2 separate regions of the Mus musculus genome follow, and region 2 is linked to region 1. A link is a contact called in public HiChIP or PLAC-seq data. All regions are on one chromosome and are shown on one strand. Each heading gives the region's core, a stretch centred on a gene start, on an enhancer-like site or on the middle of the called end of the contact. The rest is flanking DNA. Distances are from core to core; before and after follow the strand shown.

Region 1 (4,283 bases), core at 1,277-3,776:
CATGGTGTTTAGACAAGTCTCTTAACATAAACCTACTCCATATCCACAGAAGTTGACTGCAAGAGTATTTATCTCAAAAGGGTGCTGTAAGGATTACAATGAGATTAGGTACATACAGGGTTTAGCATAGTAACTGGCCTGTGGCTGCAGTTGCTATCCTGCTGTGCAAGCCTCCAAGGCCCCATATAACTCTAATTCTGTTTGGTGAGCAGAGGGGCTGGGGAGCTATTCACTCTCTGGGCCAAGTCCACACATACTAACAAACTTGGCTGTAGGATCTAGCTCACTTTTTTAGCCAAAGGAAAATTATCTGTTAAATATTCATCCCTTTACCTAGAATATCAGCTTCTCTGTTACTGAGGAGCCTAATGAAATACCATAATGGCTGTCCCACTGCCCTCTCCGAGTATCCCCCGAACCCAGCGTGGGGGCATGGAAAGTACTCATTAAAGTTGAATATTTAAGTACTAACTGCATTAGTACTTAAGAAATTGTCAGAATACAGTGAAACCTTTGAGCTATCATTGACAAAATTATATAGTTAAAACTGAATAGAGCTGACAAGATGGTTCATAGGTGATAAAAGGTGCTTGCCTGAATTCCATCCCTGGTACCCATGTGGTTCAAACATATTCTCTACTTGGCTCTTGAATAATCATACCAGTCCTAGGAACTTTAGAAAGGACAGTATAACTACTTAAAATTAAGTGTACCTCAAATCCAATAGCTTTAAATGTATTTGCACCAAGATACTAAGTTTTCAACCACACTGGCTACAAAATTTCTTTTCTAAGTGCACTTTAGCTTGTCTATCTCACATATTCTTGTTGAGCATATCTGTACTAATTAAAACAAAACAGAGGAAAGTTAATTTCCCAAAGCATCTCTCTCAACTCAGTTTACCCTCCACTCTCTAATACACTTTCACTTCTCGGAGACAAAGTATCCCTTCAAATCCTATCAACTGTTTTACATAAGACATTAAAGATCTGATTACCTGGCTGGCTTATCACTCCATAACTGACAAATAGAGCAGCAAATTACATGGTTATAAAAAATGAGCTAAAAGATCTTCAGAAAGTTTCTTGAATATAGGCAAAACTTTTTATGGCAATAGGAAATCAAAGCTATTTGTAAATCTGTTGTGTACGTATAACTATTCCCTGGTAATAACTAATTATTAAAACATTTACAAGATTTTCTAAGTTCATTGATGCTCAGAAACAAAATAATCATGGAACCAGGAAGAATAGAAGGAACATTTTATGAAGCACTCAGGAAATGCTTCATAGGCCTGGCTGACAATAACATTCTAGAAACAGTATAAAAAAAGGTAACATTGCAAACACAGGCATGAAAAAAGTATGTTCTTGGGAGAGCCAAGGCACCGGAAAAATTGAAATGAAGTGTGGAAACCAGCCCCAAGTTGAACATAAATAAGAATCATTATTATTAGACAACCCTAGAGATCTGGTCACATCTAATTGTGGTTACTATTTCCTTCTGCTTACATCTAAGGTGAGAACGGACCCAGTCCTCTGCAGTTTTATTTTACATACAAATGAACAGAATTCTGGTTTTACATACCAAGTCTTTAAAAAATTATGTAAGACTTCTACTGAGAGGCAAATTCATTTTCAGCAACTTAATTCCAACAGATTGCTAAACCTAAAAACTAAATAATGGTGGTGAACTCATCAAGATAATGCAATATTTCCAAAACCTAACTTGTGGCCATTTGACCCTTCCCAGATAACACTCTAATGATTTTGTGAGGAAATGCAGGGACAAAGAATGGAGCAAAGACTGGAGGAAAGGGCATCCAGATACTGCCCCAAATATGGATTCATCCCATCTGTAGAAAGCAAACCCAGAAACTATTGCTGATGCTAAGAAATTCTTGCAGAAGGACCCCAGTATAGCTGTCACCTGAGAGGCTGTGCCAGAGCCCAATGAATGCAGATGAGGATGCTTGCAGCCAATCATCAGACTGAGCAGAGGACCCAGATGGAAGAGATAAGGGAAGGACTGAAGGAGCTGAAGGGGTTTGCAACCCCATAGAAAGAACAACGTCAACAAACCAGAAACCCCAGAGCTCCCAGAGACTAAACCACCAATCAAAGAATACACATGGAGAGACCCATGGCTCCAGCTGCATATGCAGCAGAGGATGGCCTTGTCTGCAATCAAAGGATGGGGAGGCCCTTGGTTCTGCGAAGGTCTGATGCCCCAGCTTAGAGAAATTCTAGGGTGGTGGGGCTCCAGTGGGTGGGTGGATGGGGAAGGGCCTTTGTGGAGGCAGGTGGGAGGGGAGTGGGATGAGGTGTTTTTAGAGAGAATACCAGGAAGGAGGAAAACATTTGAATGTAAATAAACAAAATAACTGATAAATTTTTTTTAAAACCTCAAAAAAATAAAATAAAAGGAAGTTGAAAATGTTTCTGCATGAAGGCTGATGGAGAGGCCACATTTATTAATAGATGAAATTCCTGTAAAGGGAGTTCTAAGAACTCAATGTTAAACTCAGGTCTTAAGGGTTCAATCAAATCCCTTACTCAGAGCCACAGTGAAATGAGCAATGCCAAGCCAGCTTGTACACAGATGCTTTTATTTGGATGTTAATAGATTTCAACATTGTCTGCAAGATTCTCTTACAATGCAAAGTTTTTCATATATTAAAAAAACTCAATTTAATCAGTGTAATTGCTGTATTAATGTGAAAACCTTACAACAAAATGCAGTATTGGTATGTGTGAAGTCAGTTTCCATGCATGAATGGCTGCTACCTGTACGTCTGGCATCTTCAGAAAACTGAAGAATATAAATGAACAGTAGAAAAAGATGACTTAAGATGCCTAACAGTTTTATGATTACAAATCTTGCAAAAAAAAAAAAAAAAAAAAAAAACAACAACAAAGCAGTTAACTGGAGGATTCAACCAATACCAACCCAAATATGTACTCTGTCCCATAAGCTGAAGCTTATGTATAATACATTAACATTTGTGTTAACTTAATGCTCAAGAAAAATTATGTTTTAGAATATGTAACGTGTCTGAGTTATATACTTTGGCCACTGGAGATTATTACATCCAATCAGCTGAAGGCTACATTTTTTAAAAAAGGAATTATGTGCTATTGTTACCCCAAAGTAACTGAAATGATATATAGATTTTTTTCCACAATCATTGGTTTTACAAAGCAAAATTTCTGTGAGAAGTTCATTAATTAGAAAAAATAAACATTTAACATGCTAAGAAGATTCAAATTGTTTTACCTATTGTTATCAAGAAGGCATAATCTTAATACCACCACACATATTCTTTACTTCTCACTAACATATAGTATGCAAAAACTAGCAATTGGATTTAAAGCTTAAAACCCTTTAGGTCTACTGTTGAAGAACTAGGCATTAAAATATTCAGTAGTCCCATTTCTATTAACAGATAAATAGAGTTTTAAAAATCTTAAGCTGTTTGGTTTGGTTTTGAGGCATAGTGGTGTTTTGGTCTTTGTAAGAATCTGCTTGGGAATAGTTGAATCCATTAGTTAACTTGAGAACGTGCCATCATTTGCTTATCTTTTCACACAGTGCAAGTGGTGGTCGCTCTTTCCATCTCTCATAGCAGCAAGCCGATTCTGCTACTTTCTATAGCAGCATACTTCAGGAGTGGAGAGGGAGAGAGTGTGTCAATTATAAATAATTCAAACTACAGTGTACAATTCTATTTGCCTGTCAGTGTTTAGGTTGACAGCACACCATTATACATCTCAAAAAATTACATAAAATCTCTACCACATAAGCAAAGACATTCTTTCAAAAAGAGATAAAATAAGTGCAAACACCTAAACAGGCAACTGAAGCAAATGTTGTAATCTGGAAACACAAAACATTTATAAAAGGACAAAAATATTTGTATAAATAAAGATAATATTTTCTACTTCTGAAACATTGAGTAAATACAATAAACTTCTAAGTGCAGACTGTTTTAGGGAACAAGGTACCGTATTGTTTTTTAAACAAAATGAAAATTTCAAACACATATACAATTCACCAGATTAATTTATATGACCCTCCAATATAATTTAAAAAGAAAATATTAAATTATTATTTAGTACATTTTAGAACTACTTTAAAACCAACATGATTTAAAGGATATAGTGCAATATTTAGGTAGATGTGACATACAGTTTAGATATTGTATTCTTTGCAGCTATAACTTAACTATTTCATACTTGAAAGTCAAAGTTATTGTTTACTATGTTAGCTGTAATGGCAAGAAA
Region 2 (4,283 bases), core at 668-3,167, 33 kb after region 1:
TCAAACATTTCATTATCTTCTAATACAGGAATCATATTTAAATATATAAGAAATTTAACAGCACCTGGAACTCACTGAAGAAAACCCAAAGAAACAGACCAGAGATGGTGATCTCTCATCACACCCTCTATCTACATACTTCCAGAGAAGTGTTTCACTGCAGCACAATTACTCCAGAACTATAACTTTTTACATCATTTTTTACATCATTCTATATTGTCTCAATTAACTTACACATCATTTAAAAGCATTGTTAGACTTCAAAACTCAAAAAGCCTAAAGCAGTACTCCAGCAATCTTATCTTTAAATCTGCATCTTTTATGAAGATGGGAATGTTATGTCTTTGAAGTTGTAGATCAGCAGTTCTTACCTGCATGGTCCAGATTCCATCCCCCCAGAGATATGTGGCACCATCTGTAAACAGTTTTGGTTGTCCTGACTGTAGGAAAAAGGGCTACTGTCTTCTACTGAGTAAAGGTAAAGGTGCTGCTAAAAACCCCTACAACTACCTCATCCAAAATGATAAAAGACCAAGGTAGTGTGCCTGTGGGTGTATGCGTATATGCACACTTGTTCCACTTCAATGTTCAATCTATTCTGCAGCCACTTTATATAAAGTAATTATGTCATAATTAAATTTATGTTGATATCTGCAGAACCAACCTACATATAGAAGAATATATGAATAAAGCCAAGTATTTTATGCGTAGTTATTTTAAATCAAACTCTGCAATGAATGACTCTCAGTACTAAATTTCAGCTCAGGGAATATGACTCTTAGATTTTGAAGCTGTGTATCTAGATAAATGGAAATTCTGAGAAATACTTTTCAGGTTTCCTTAATACTGAAAATCGAGACACTAGATTTTTTTGTCATCTGATTATGCCACACAATTTAGGAGTAGCTATTACAATAGCATAAAATAAAAGTTAGGTGCATAAAGACATCCTAGCACATCTTTCTACAACAACAACATTGTGTCCTACTTGTTACAATGCCGATACAATCAGAATCAAACATGAATACTTGAGATACAAAGTAACTAAGACACATTGGTTTAGGATCAAGTTTACTCGATAGTAACAACGTAACAATGTCCTCAGAAGATACTAAGAAAAAGAAAAGCTCAGAAGAGCAGTGCGCACAAGGGAGATTTAGCGAATTCCCTTCTCAAGATTTCCCAGAACCGTGCCCGCCCAGGTTTGTCAAGGAGATCTGTTTTGATTTGGCACGATTAAGTCAGAGGAGAGAACCCCATTTCAAGTCATCCAGGCAAACACAACCGCTTCCCCTGGCGTGGCGTATCCCCTGACAGTGGGCAAACTTACCTGGCAAGAAACCTCCCTGAAAGTGGCTGTGAGAAGTTAGAAGTCTGGGCGTGAGCTGTGGGAGAATCCGTCAATGCAGCAACCTGAGCATTTGTTAGAGAGAGTCCTACACACAGTCGTCTAATAATGATGGAGTCTAATAATGATAGATGCTCTCAGGCCAGCGCGGCCGAAGCGGGTGTGGGACACCCACCGAACAGGAAAACCTATGCCCCCCAGGCTCGAGAGGGCCTAAGTGGGGACCAGCAGGAAAGGACAGAGAGCAAGAGTCGAGACAGGGCCGCTAGGCCGGGTCCGAGGGGATGGCACCCACCTGCGCGACCTCTTCGCCATCCTTCAAGTACCGCATAGGCGCGGGCTGGGCGGGGACGCGGGGTCAGCCTCCTCCAGCCTGGGGCCAATGCTCCCTCTCCGAGACCCACCCGCCGCTTCCCCAACTCCTTCCCTCAGGTGACCGAGAGCGGAAAGCAGGCCCGGTCAGGTCAGGGCCAGGCGGGACTGAGGGACAGAGGGGCGGACCAAGACCCACTGCTCCTAGCCGCGGCCGGGCCCGGCCAGGGATGCCCTGGACATGTCAGGAGGCGTGCTCCCGCCCGCCGCCGCCCCGCCCGCCGCCGCCGCCTCCGCCTCAGAGCTGCCGGCCCTGCGCCGCTCCGTCACGGGCGCCGACCCCCGCCCTCTCCCCGCAGCGAGCAGCACTGCAGCACTCGCAGCCTCCTGCAGGGTTTTGTCCGCACCGCCGAATCTCGCGCCCAGCCTCCCTCAAGAGCCGCCGTTTGAATCTGCGCACGCGGCCCCGAACCTCATTGGCTGGGGCGGCCGCGCGCAGGGGGGCGGGGGCGGGGCGGCGAGGGCGCGCGCGGCAGAGGGCGGGGCCGGCGGGGCTAGAAGCCAGGATTGGAACTCGCGGGAGTCCCGGAGCGCCGTGGAGCCGGGGGAGGGGCGGGGCGGGATGGGGGAGGCGCGAGGCCGGTTCACGGGCCGAGGTGACAGGACACGGAACGCGGGGTGAGCCACCCAGTGGGGCGCGGAGATTGCTGGGAAGGCGAGTTTCTGCGCCCCGGGTGTGTGCCGGAAGAGGCGCCGGGGCCGATCCAGCCGCCGCCACCTCCGGAGGGGTGCGGAGCGTGCCTCTGGGGCGGGGACAGTCGGGGTCCTGGGCAGGGGAGGACCTCGCGGGCGCTAGTTCGCGCTGTGAGTCTCGCCACTTAAGGGCGCGGTCATCTACTTAACCTTCTAGCCAGGAAACTTGCGCGGCCGTTATTTTCTTAAGCATGTGTGAGTTAGTTCTGCGCCGAAAGGACAAGGAAACTGGCCAAGACCCTGTTGTTGTGTCTTTTGTTTTCCCCAGAGATGAATAAAAGTGTGATAAGTGGGGAGTTGTTATCTCGAGGCTTGCGTGGAACGGGAAAAGGTTGATAGTGCTCCAGAAGCTCAACCTCGTACTCCGTCTACAAAGGGGGCGGGATGCTCTTCGCGGGGAACCCAGAGTCCCGGAGGTGCGCCTGAAAGCTGGAGTAACTGAAATCTTGCATAGGGGAAGGGGCCTCTTACAGTTGCAACTTCTCAACAGTTACACGGTTAAAGAAGCATACAAGGAGATTATTAACTACAGTAGCGATTAGACACGGCGAAGAGCCCAAATTTGCAAGACACCATGCTCTACTGCATAGAGTGATGAACCACAGATCAATGTTGTTACAAACTGACATTTTTTGCTATTTTGAAACTGTACGCATCGTCTTTTGCAAATCAGAGATACAGGTGCAAATACAAATCAAGATGAGCTTGCAATTCAAAACAACCAGGTAGATACACACTCGCTTTTAAAAAAAAAATAACTTCCTTTTTCTCAAGATATATTTTGGGAAGGAAAAGCACTTTTAAATTATTTTCTGAGTTCCATAGTAGCTTCTAAAGAGAGAGACTAATTTAGAAATTAATATTTTTGAGACAAGGTGTTGTTATGTACCCCAGGCTGATCTTGAACTCAGTATAGAGCCCAGACTTTCTTCATGATCTACCTTAGCTTCACCAGGGCTACATGATGGAATGCTCCTCCTAGTCTTCAAATGTCATTTGGAAGCATATTTACTCTTGGGTATGCATTGTTCCATTTTTATTCTAACAGGAAGCAAAACTGATATTCTTAGGTTATGATCAGCTTTATACAAACAACCGTTTTAGAACTTGAAGGTAAGTGCATCAGATTTTTAAGTAAAATTTATTCTCATTGTTTTATATAGGGAAACGTCCTCCCAAAGATAGTATTACAGAATACTTTGAGACAAGGTGGTGTTATGTACTCAAGGCTGACCAGATCTCCAGAGCGCCTACAGCAGATGATGGCAGATAAAGAAGAACACTTGAAGTTCTCTGGCCAGCTGGACTGCTTTATGTAGTGCTGAACAAGACTCTGATGTTGGGGGAGAGTTTTGTATGCTGTGTATTCAGATGCTGCTACTGTGCCCTGAGATCTGAGAGTTAGCATTGTCATTATTATTGAAGCATTTCCTGTGTATTGTTCCCCGCCACTTCTGATTGGTTGATGAAGAGCTGATCGGGCTATAATTGGGAGGAGAGTGAAGGTAGGACTTCCAATCCCATTGAGGGAGTCCCAGGTGGAGGTATCCAGACAAGAGAATGACCTTGTGGACACAGATGGAGAGGAGCAGCCAGGAGAGCCTAAAATGGCAAGTAATGGGTCATGTGGCTGTGTAGTAGGCAGCACAGTCGGTTAGAATAGATGGATATATACTCAGCTGTAGTACTTGAAACTTATTAATAAATATACCAGGTCCCTGTGTCATTATTTCAGAACAAGAGCAAGCATAGAAAAGCCCAGTACTTTTACAGTCTTACAGAGTAGAAGGCAAGGATCAACACCCAATGTTTTTATACTCTGACCTCCATATTTGAAGTGTAGCATATATGCATGCTCACATGAACTCAC

What was found. HiChIP or PLAC-seq counts read pairs in DNA pulled down with a chosen protein or histone mark.
Region 2: a contact with region 1 is called in an H3K4me3 HiChIP or PLAC-seq map of the 230-238 cell line, with 22 read pairs. The contact joins the promoter of Mybl1 here to the enhancer-like site in region 1. A contact is called at or near these places in 3 of 39 promoter capture datasets (the HPC-7 cell line, embryonic stem cells and macrophages), 1 of 484 Hi-C or Micro-C datasets (centroblasts), 5 of 115 datasets of contacts at active chromatin or transcription factors (the 230-238 cell line, CD8 T cells, the SCID.adh cell line and 1 more) and 3 of 9 other capture datasets (adipose tissue, liver and pancreatic islet).

Annotation. Positions count from the first base shown.
Region 1 is chr1:9,664,820-9,669,102 of GRCm38.p6, forward strand. Mybl1 (myeloblastosis oncogene-like 1) reads right to left here. Exons shown (of 15, transcript NM_001290397.1): 15 at 2,592-4,283. Among named protein-coding and RNA genes, the nearest start is that of Mybl1, 33 kb to the right of the region's middle. Within about 2 kb of position 2,527, at least 3 of the 459 cell types and tissues checked have an H3K27ac peak or open chromatin away from gene starts, as enhancers often do. A contact at or near this core is called in the 230-238 cell line, where this site is marked.
Region 2 is chr1:9,698,292-9,702,574 of GRCm38.p6, forward strand. It overlaps Mybl1 (myeloblastosis oncogene-like 1), which reads right to left and starts at 1,918. Exons shown (of 15, transcript NM_001290397.1): 1 at 1,644-1,918. The coding sequence starts at 1,663.